Regions from separate parts of the Rattus norvegicus genome. Here region 1 is linked to region 2. The links are chromatin contacts, called in public Hi-C maps. All regions are on one chromosome and are shown on one strand. The core of a region is the stretch at or near the end of the contact, and the rest is flanking DNA. Distances in the headings are between cores, read along the strand shown.

Region 1 (4,566 bases), core at 1,820-4,319, 120 kb after region 2:
TCTCTACCAGGTCACTGCCACCTTGGGGTCACTCTTAGGCTCTGCAAGATGCAACCCAAACAAAGGGGTCACCTCCTTTCTGAAATAAAGGGCCAAAGGTATCTTCAAAGGTTCCTAGTCCCCAAGCCCACCTTTCCTTCTTAGCACTTCCTTCCTGTCCAGGATCATAGGTAGCCTGGTTTTCATGAAGTCCCTAGTTGAGGACTTAGTTTGCAGTGCCACGGGCCTACTGCAGACTGGAGCAGAAGGGAAGCATCCAGGGGAGAGGGAAATGTGACCCTGAACTGTCCCAGCCCTGGCTGGCTAAGCTTTCTCTGGGGCACTAACTAACCCCACTCTCCTGCTCCAACTCTGAATTGCTTCTCAGGGAACCAGTTCCCATCAGAGCACCAACAGACTAATCTATCCTTCCTTTCCATTCTCCCTTGTCCGGACCTGAACTGCCATTCCCAAGTCCACACTCCAACTCCTTCCCCCTCCATGATTTCCAGTTGTTCTGTTCCCCACCTTCCTTTCTGTCATCAAGGGCATTCTTTCACCCTGCTCCCCCTCCTCCCTGGAGCACTCTGCTCACCCTCCTCCCTGGAGCACTGCTGCTCACCCTCCTCCCTGGAGCACTGATGCTCTCCCTCCTCTCTGGAGCACTGCTGCTCCCCCTCCTCCCTGGAGCACTGCTGCTCACCCTCCTCCCTGGAGCACTGATGCTCACCCTCCTCCCTGGAGCACTGATGCTCTCCCTCCTCCCTAGAGCACTGATGCTCCCCCTCCTCCCTGGAACACTGCTGCTCACCCTCCTCCCTGGAGCACTGCTGCTCACCCTCCTCCCTGGAGCACTGCTCCAAAAGTCATGAAGGATTTCTCTGATACTCCACCCCACTTCCCACTCTCCTTCCTTCTAGCCACTCTGTCTCCAAGTGGTTCCTAGTCCTGTCCCCCATCCCCCACCACCACCACCACCACCAAGAACTGAATTACTGACGCTTCTCTGCCCACAGGCCCAATTCCCAACTGTGTGATAACAATGACTGAAATGTTACTGGGAGCTATTCAGCATCGAGTGGTGCGTACCAGCATCTCCAAAAGACAAATACAAAATCAATCACTGGATCTCCTTCCTAACAGCACCCCTCCCAGACGACGGCGGCCCCAAACGCTCAGTCAGGCTTGACTCTGCCTCTCTCCAGTATCACAGACTATACACCCAACCTTCAACAGACTCCAAGTCTAAAAGCCATATACCATGATGTAAGCTCTACAGCACCCTCATAGTTCCCTCATCTGCCATGAATCTCCATCTCTGCCTCACAACTAGATGAACCCCGCCAGACCCTAAGTCAGAGCAGGAGCTGTTCACAGCTCCCACATGGTCAAAGTGAAAGCCAACAGCTTTTATAGAGTGACCTCAAGCCCAATACAAGAGATTTCAGCTGCCACCTCTTTCCTCCTAACCACCCCCCACTCCCCCACCCCATTTCCACCCTGCCGTAGCTCCTGGCCTGCTCCTTACTCTCAGAACAAGGAAGCCTGCTCTGGTCTGTCATGCTCCTGCTTTTCACACACACACACACACACACACACACACACACACACACACACACACAGCTTTCTCTATCCCCCAAGATAGTCACATGACTTGCCTATCACCTCCTTAAGATTTTGTTCAGTAGTGACTGTCTCAGAGGTGCCTTCCTCTGCTATGCAAAACCCTAGTCCCCAAGCCCTGTCCCAGCTTCTTCTCCCCACAGTATTTCCTGTCATCTGAGATGGCAGGTGTTAGCGGGATGTAGTCACCATAACCCTGTGTATCACCCAGGGCACAGATGGGGTCTGCATGAGTTGAGGGTGGGTTTATTCCACCCAGTGTGGGGAGGTAGCTGTGGAACCAGCGAGCAGAGATTGCAAGGCACACACTTTGGCCAAACAGGTATAGAAGCCACTTTGTTAACAATAAGTTCCTGTTCACTGGGCCACTCTGCAATGCTGACCTGGGTGGGAGAGAGGGGGCAAGATGGAGCCAGTGCCAGCTTGGAGCTGCATGTAGAGGCCAACTGGCATCAAGTGGCCAAGAAACCAGGAGCTCCAGTGACCTCACAACAGACTAAGACAGAGCCAATGAAGCTGACTCTTTGGTCTTCTTCACCAAGAGCACAGAGATGGGGATGGGGCTTTTCCCCTCCAGGATAACAACCCTGGGTGAGATCCCAGAAAGCCAATGCCCCCATCCCAGGCCAGGACCTTGCAGGTTCTAAAAAAGACACAGAAGTCAGAGCTTCAGCCAGCTCAGACCTATCCAGAGGCTTGGGAGCTGGCTTGTCCAAAGACAGCACCAAAGGCTTGAAAGAGAGCCAAGCAAAAGGCTGAGCGCTTAGCTGGCATTGGGCACGGAGGTGTGGGTCTGTCCGGGCAGGAATAGGGTTTGATCCCAACTCCCACACTCACAAATGAGTAACGGTAAGCAGGAGGCTGGGGCAAGGATTATGAAGCAGCAGCTGGGGTTAGAGAGTATTTCTGAAGGCTAAAAGAGAAACTGAGGCCTACAGAGAAGGGGGTGGAGGGGGGCAACTGAACCAGGAATAGTTCCTGCTAAGACCCAAAGCAGGCTTTTCTCCCTCTGGGTAAGGACCTCACCTGCAAGTTTCCCTCCAATGTCCCAGCCATCCACAAATCAAAGCCTCCCCTCAGACTTCAAAGGATCCTGGGGGCTTCAATGTGCTTCCTATACCCTCTTCTTTCTCTGTTACCAAAGCTGGCCAAGACTCCCCTCAAGACACCCTTTCCTTTTACAGCCTATCTACTCTGTCAACGCTTCCAGGAGAAACAGAGTCCCTTCCAGAAGCTCAGACATGCCAGTTCCAGAACCAATTAACAAGAGTCCTGAGGATGGGACTTGTGACGGTCGTCACCTCCACAGCAATAAGCGCTGTCCTCCGGGAGTCCTCAAACTTCCCCCAGAAAACCGTCCTTTCCACACATCCACCCACCCTGATCACCCGCAGACCACAGAATCAGAAAGCAGGCACTCACCGCCAGCTGCTGCGCAGAGGTTCCTCAGACAGCCCGGTAGTGACTCCAGGGAGGCATTAGAACTCCCTCAATGATCTCGCCCCGCCCATCGCCCCGCCCATCGCCCCACCCACCCAGTGACCCCGCCCACTCTGGCAGGCTGGGAAGGGCGGCCACACCCCTCCTGATTTCCCTCTAGGTACCAGTGAGACAGGTATCCGGGAATAAGAGGCCTGCCTGCTGTGCTTTATGTCCTGCCCTTGGGGACCCGTTTCAATCCGAAGGGAACCATAGAGTCCTGGGAACAAGCTAGGAAAGCCCTCGGTGTCAGTAGGAACCGACGCACCCTCCCTGGGATCTGTAAGCCCTTAGTCAGCTACAGTTTTAATGGAGACATTCCCAGAAGGCTATGCTGGGTGGTGTTAGGGCATTTAAAGTTCCTCTTTTCCCCTTGGTTGTCAGTCCCATGCAAGCTGAGGAGGGAGGTCAAAGTGTAACAGCATTTGCCTACTAAGTAGCCTCCTAGGCTGGGCTCTGACACATCCTAATTAGAGCTGCTCGAGAGAGTTGTTTAGTTTCCATTACAGTCTCTTGATTTTATAACTTCCCATTCTTAATGTTACTTCTAAAAGTCTTGAGCACGAAGTCTCATTTGAGAGAGAGAGAGAGAGAGAGAGAGAGAGAGAGAGAGAGAGAGAGAGGAGCAGAGCATGGTCAAACAGGCCGGGTTCTATGGGAAGGAGAAGCTGGGGGAGGGAAGCCCAGGAGCTGGAGAAGTTTAGTGTCAGGGAGTAAGGTGGGAAGATCAGTGGAGAGCTACAGATATTGATTGAGGGAGCCTGGAGGCCAGCATGCTCTTCGGGGCTTTAGTATGCTAATAGATACTTCCTTTAGCCTTTTGTCCGGGCAGTTTCTTTTGAACCTGACACTTACACTTAAGTCTGATCGCGGTAACTCCCTCAACCCCACCTGCAGAGTACTACTCTTGTCCCTGATTTAGGGATGAAGAAAATGAAGCCCAGGAAGGCTCATTAGCCTATCCACGAAGTGAAAGCATCATCAGGGTGTGCTCCAGACCTCAGGTACCAAAGGCTGTGCATTAACCACTGCCTCGCACCGCTTCCAGTTACGTACCTGTGTCCCTGAGTCAGCTGAGGTGGCAGCGGCTGCATTTAGAAGGTAAGGTCCTGCCTAGGGAACGGTCCTGTTGGTGTTCAGTGCTGTCTACAGGGTGTTTGTTTTTAATAGATTTTCTCTATGGATGAAATAACCCAATGCAAGTCAAACTAAAAGTAGGGAAGGTTTATTTGGGGGCAGCTCTCGAGCAGGTTCACTGATACCGATGGGGCCAGGGAAATTGCCACACCGACCAGGAGGGAATGGGGTGGGGTGGGGGCAGAGAGATAAGAGGAAAGAGAATGCATAGGCAGGGAGAGAAAAATGGAGAGAGAGAGAGAGAGAGAGAGAGAGAGAGAGAGAGAGAGAGCGCACAAAATGTCTGGATTATATGGGGAAGAGCCTCTGGGGAAGGGGAAACCCACCCCCTGGGCTGGAGAGTTCAGG
Region 2 (3,942 bases), core at 1,264-3,763:
CTCCTTCTCTGTTGCTTATCTCAGATGTCCACACTAGCATTTACCTTCAGGCATCCCTGGTCAGCCCAAACTGCCTGCCCCCCGCACCTCCTCTCTCCACACAGCATGCATTTCCTTGCTCTGCTTGTCCTGGGTACCCTTTCTCCACACTATCCTTCTCTCCAGAATCCCCAACACCAGAATCTAGGAAAAGGAAGAACATTTAGCAGGAGTGGGAGGCCCAGAGTCCTTCCTCCCCAGTCTCCCAAGTAATGTAACTACTCTTGGTCTACTGGTGATTTTAGTCATGGTGACAGCACCCCCAGAGTCATGGCCCCACGCACCAAAGAGGCCAACGACACTTCACCCCTTCATGAGGCCGTACAACCTGCTTCCATCCTGCTGTTACTGTGGAAACAGATACAGGCCTTTTCTTCTCAAAGAGGCCAAGGGAAGGGCTCATTGCAACCCTGAGGGAAACATGCCCAGGTCTTTGCCATCCCAGTGACCTCCAGAATTCCTGCCACACACTCCCCAGACCTGGAGCACCTTGTAACATGTGGTCTAAAAGCTCAGAAGGCTCTTGACATCCCCTCCTTCTGGCATTGACGTCCACGCTTCCTGCACTATTGTTGCTCAGTCGATTTTTAGTCCCAATACAGATGGACCAATGTGAGAAGAGAAAACTCATAAACAACATCTACAGCCAGGAAGAGCTCTGTAGCCAGCATGGTGCCTGCTAGTGGCATTTTCAACACACACACACACACACACACACACACACACACACACACACATACACACACACACACAATCCTCTTATAAGCACATTGAGCACTATTGTGATATCTGAGTTTTTATAACCTGTTTTTTGTTTGTTTGTTTGTTTGTTTGTTCATTTGTTTGTTTTTGCCAAATATATTATAGATCAAAGTAACAGTCCACAGGCTGAGATGTTGGCCCAGTCAGCAAAGCTCATGCCATGTGCCTGTGTATAAAAACAAAAGAGTTAAGTGTGGAGGGCCGTCCCTATAATCCCAACACTGGGGCAGCTGAGACAGGAAGGATCTTTGTGGCTTGCTGGTCAGCCAGCCTGGCCAAATCTACTGTCTCCAATATTAGTGAGAGACACTGACCCAAAAGTAGAGATCAACCATGAAAGATACCCAGTGTCAACCTCCTCTCTCTCTCTCTCTCTCTCCCAATCTCTCTCTCTCTCTCTCTCTCTCTCTCTCTCTCTCTCTCTCTCTCTCTCTCTCTCTTATATTTTTGGTTGTGAGCCTAGCCTTTAACGGCTGAGCCATCTTTCCAGCCCTCTCTGTCTCTGTCTCTCTGTCTCTCTGTCTCTCTGTCTCTCACGCACAGGCACATGCACATGATCCAGAGGAATCATCAGAGACTCCAACATACTCCAGGGTCTATTTATGCCACAATGTATCAAGGTTCTGCACATCCAGGCTTCTCAAATTGGCCCCATTATAAACAAAGTTGCCAGGATCTCTGGCTTATGGTTGGGCAGATGTGCAACCTCTCATTCCCTCAAAAGGGCTCCTACTGGCACATGTGCTGAGTACAAAGTTTGCAGCACATGGAGGGTTCTGAATCGTGTCTCAGTTTGTGAGCAATTATCCAGGAACAGGAGCTGAAGAAGAAGCAAAACAAGAAAAGCTGGCAGCCCAAGGAAAACCAGCTCCTGAAGTACCTGGCGTTCACTGATGGAGACCTCAGACGCCAGAAGTGAACAGGATGGTGCAGAATGGAGCCCAGTTCCCCTGTGTGTGTTGCATGCTGATGTTCTAAGAGAAGCCATGAAGAAGGTGCTGAGATCTGTTATAGGATCTCTCCAGCAAAGCCCTGTAATTTGTTTATGGTGAACCCTAGTCAGTGCCTGGGAATGGAGCTGCGCACTTCCTTCCCCACCCAGCAGAGCAGGACTAGGAGAATGCTGGTGGCAACTGGCCAGCCAATAGTGGAGCCACAAGGGACAGCAGCAGCAGGAACCTGCAGTAACTCCTTTGGCTTGCCAGGCCTGACCCAAGGGTGCTATTTCACGTGATGCATGACCCAAAACGAACATGGGGAGGCGCTGTGGCTCCGAGTTTCCTGGAAGATAAAAAAGTGTTCTCCACCACGGCAGGAATTAGCATACACTACACCCGTGGACAGCATACAGCTTAGGAAACGGGACGGTGTAAAATGCCATCCCAGGGCCCTGTCCTGCAAAGTTGGTTCTGCCTGTTCTGCATAGGACCTCCACACCCGCCTTGCCCCAACATCAGAGGCAGGTGGTCCACAGACTCTGACGAAGCAAGCTGTGGGGGCATTCGGGCAACTGATAACTTTAGGTTTGAGCCTAGACATGCGCACCAGTGATTGTGATATCAGAACCTGTTCTTTTTTTTTTTTTTTTTTCCTCCACGTTCTTCACAAAAACCAAGATTCATTCCGTCGATCTGGTCTTGGACTCCATAACCCATCTTACCGTGTCCTCCCAGTAGATGGCACTATCTCGTTTTAAATGTGGCTTTAAGGCGCCTGAAGACTAAAGCTGGAGTCAGAACCAGGGCAGAGCCAATCATGAAAGAAGACAGTAGCAGCAGAAATGGCCATCACGAACCATGTGTCTTTAAGTTACACGGGGGACAGGGAGGGGGGTGGGGAGGGAGGTGGGGGGGGGACGGGGAGGGTTAAGGCCTCCTGCATGTCATTTGTAATGTGCTACGTAGCCCTGAAGGCCAGGTTTGCTTTTAGCATCACCTGCTGCCTTTCACACGTACTGTCTGACTGGGACCACTTGGAAGTTATGGGGTACTGCGTCGTAACCTAACGTGCCCACAAGGTGGCGCTGCTGCACTCAAAAGGAGACAATTTAGGAAATACAAATCTTATAAGTAGTATGAGGACTTGCCCTGGCCTGACAGGGCAAGTGGAGGCAGAAGGGGTGTGTTTAATTAGTCTCACGAGCCTATCTCTCAATTTCATGGTTACATTTCCCCTATGCTGCTGCTACTGCTGCTGCTGACTACCATTTAGTAAGGGATTTCTGAGCACAAGGCAGCGTGATAAACATGGCTTCATTCAAAGTTTATTTCTGGAGAAGCTCTGCGATGTCTCCAAGATCATGTGGCATGAGGGAACTACAGACTGGGACCTCTTGTACTTTCTCAAAAGGACAGACAGTTCTGGCTGTATCCGTAATAGTGAATAGGACAGCTGATCTGCCCAAGAGGCTAAAAGTTCCGTTCCCCCGTTCAGCAAATGTTTGAGCGCCTACTTTGTGTCAGGCGCTGGTCAAAATGCTGAGAAAATGGGAGTAAGAGTCACAGTCATCACTGCTGCTAATTCTGAGAGCACAACAAACCAGATCAGAGTAAATGGTGTTGGGTGAGTAGTGCAGGGGAGAAAGGGAGCCGAGGGGTCATTGGAGGAGTCCATGGTGAGCAAGAATGGTCCCACCGGGCTCCTGACAAGCAAGGGTTAAATATTCAGGGGTGGACAGCAGTGAGCTAGGTCTGAAATCATCTATTATGAAAGTTAAACTGAGGCGGGAAAAGGTGATTCATACCTGGAATCCCAGTACTCAGAACACTGAGGCAGAAAGACTATGGCAAGTTCAAGGTCTCCCTGGGCTATGGAATGAGATAGATGATAGATAGATAGATAGATAGATAGATAGATAGATAGATAGATAGATAGATAGATAGATAGATAGATAGATAGACAGACAGACAGATATAGAGATAACAAAAACAACCTCTGGGACTCAGTCCTTCCTAATTATATATCTATTTTATGACATCTATAACAACACTGGGCAGACTTTTCCTACAAGTAGCCAAAGAGTAAATATTTTAGGCTGTGCAAGGCCTTAAGTTTTCTGTCACAGCTCTACAACTCTGCTGTTACAGGACAAGTGGGTGTGACTGTGTTCTGCTAAAATGTCACTTGGGGAAACAGTGTGGG

What was found. Hi-C and Micro-C count contacts between places; a contact is called where the count stands out from the background.
Region 1: a contact with region 2 is called in a Hi-C map of psoas muscle, with 3 times the contacts expected there. The contact joins the promoter of Nod2 here to the enhancer-like site in region 2. A contact is called at or near these places in 5 of 12 Hi-C or Micro-C datasets (the A7r5 cell line, the Rat2 cell line, kidney and 2 more).

Annotation. Positions count from the first base shown.
Region 1 is chr19:34,593,173-34,597,738 of GRCr8, forward strand. It overlaps Nod2 (nucleotide-binding oligomerization domain containing 2), which reads right to left and starts at 3,070. Exons shown (of 13, transcript NM_001414911.1): 1 at 3,025-3,070.
Region 2 is chr19:34,478,323-34,482,264 of GRCr8, forward strand. No RefSeq gene overlaps it. Among named protein-coding and RNA genes, the nearest start is that of Cyld, 67 kb to the right of the region's middle. Within about 2 kb of position 2,514, at least 9 of the 93 cell types and tissues checked have an H3K27ac peak or open chromatin away from gene starts, as enhancers often do.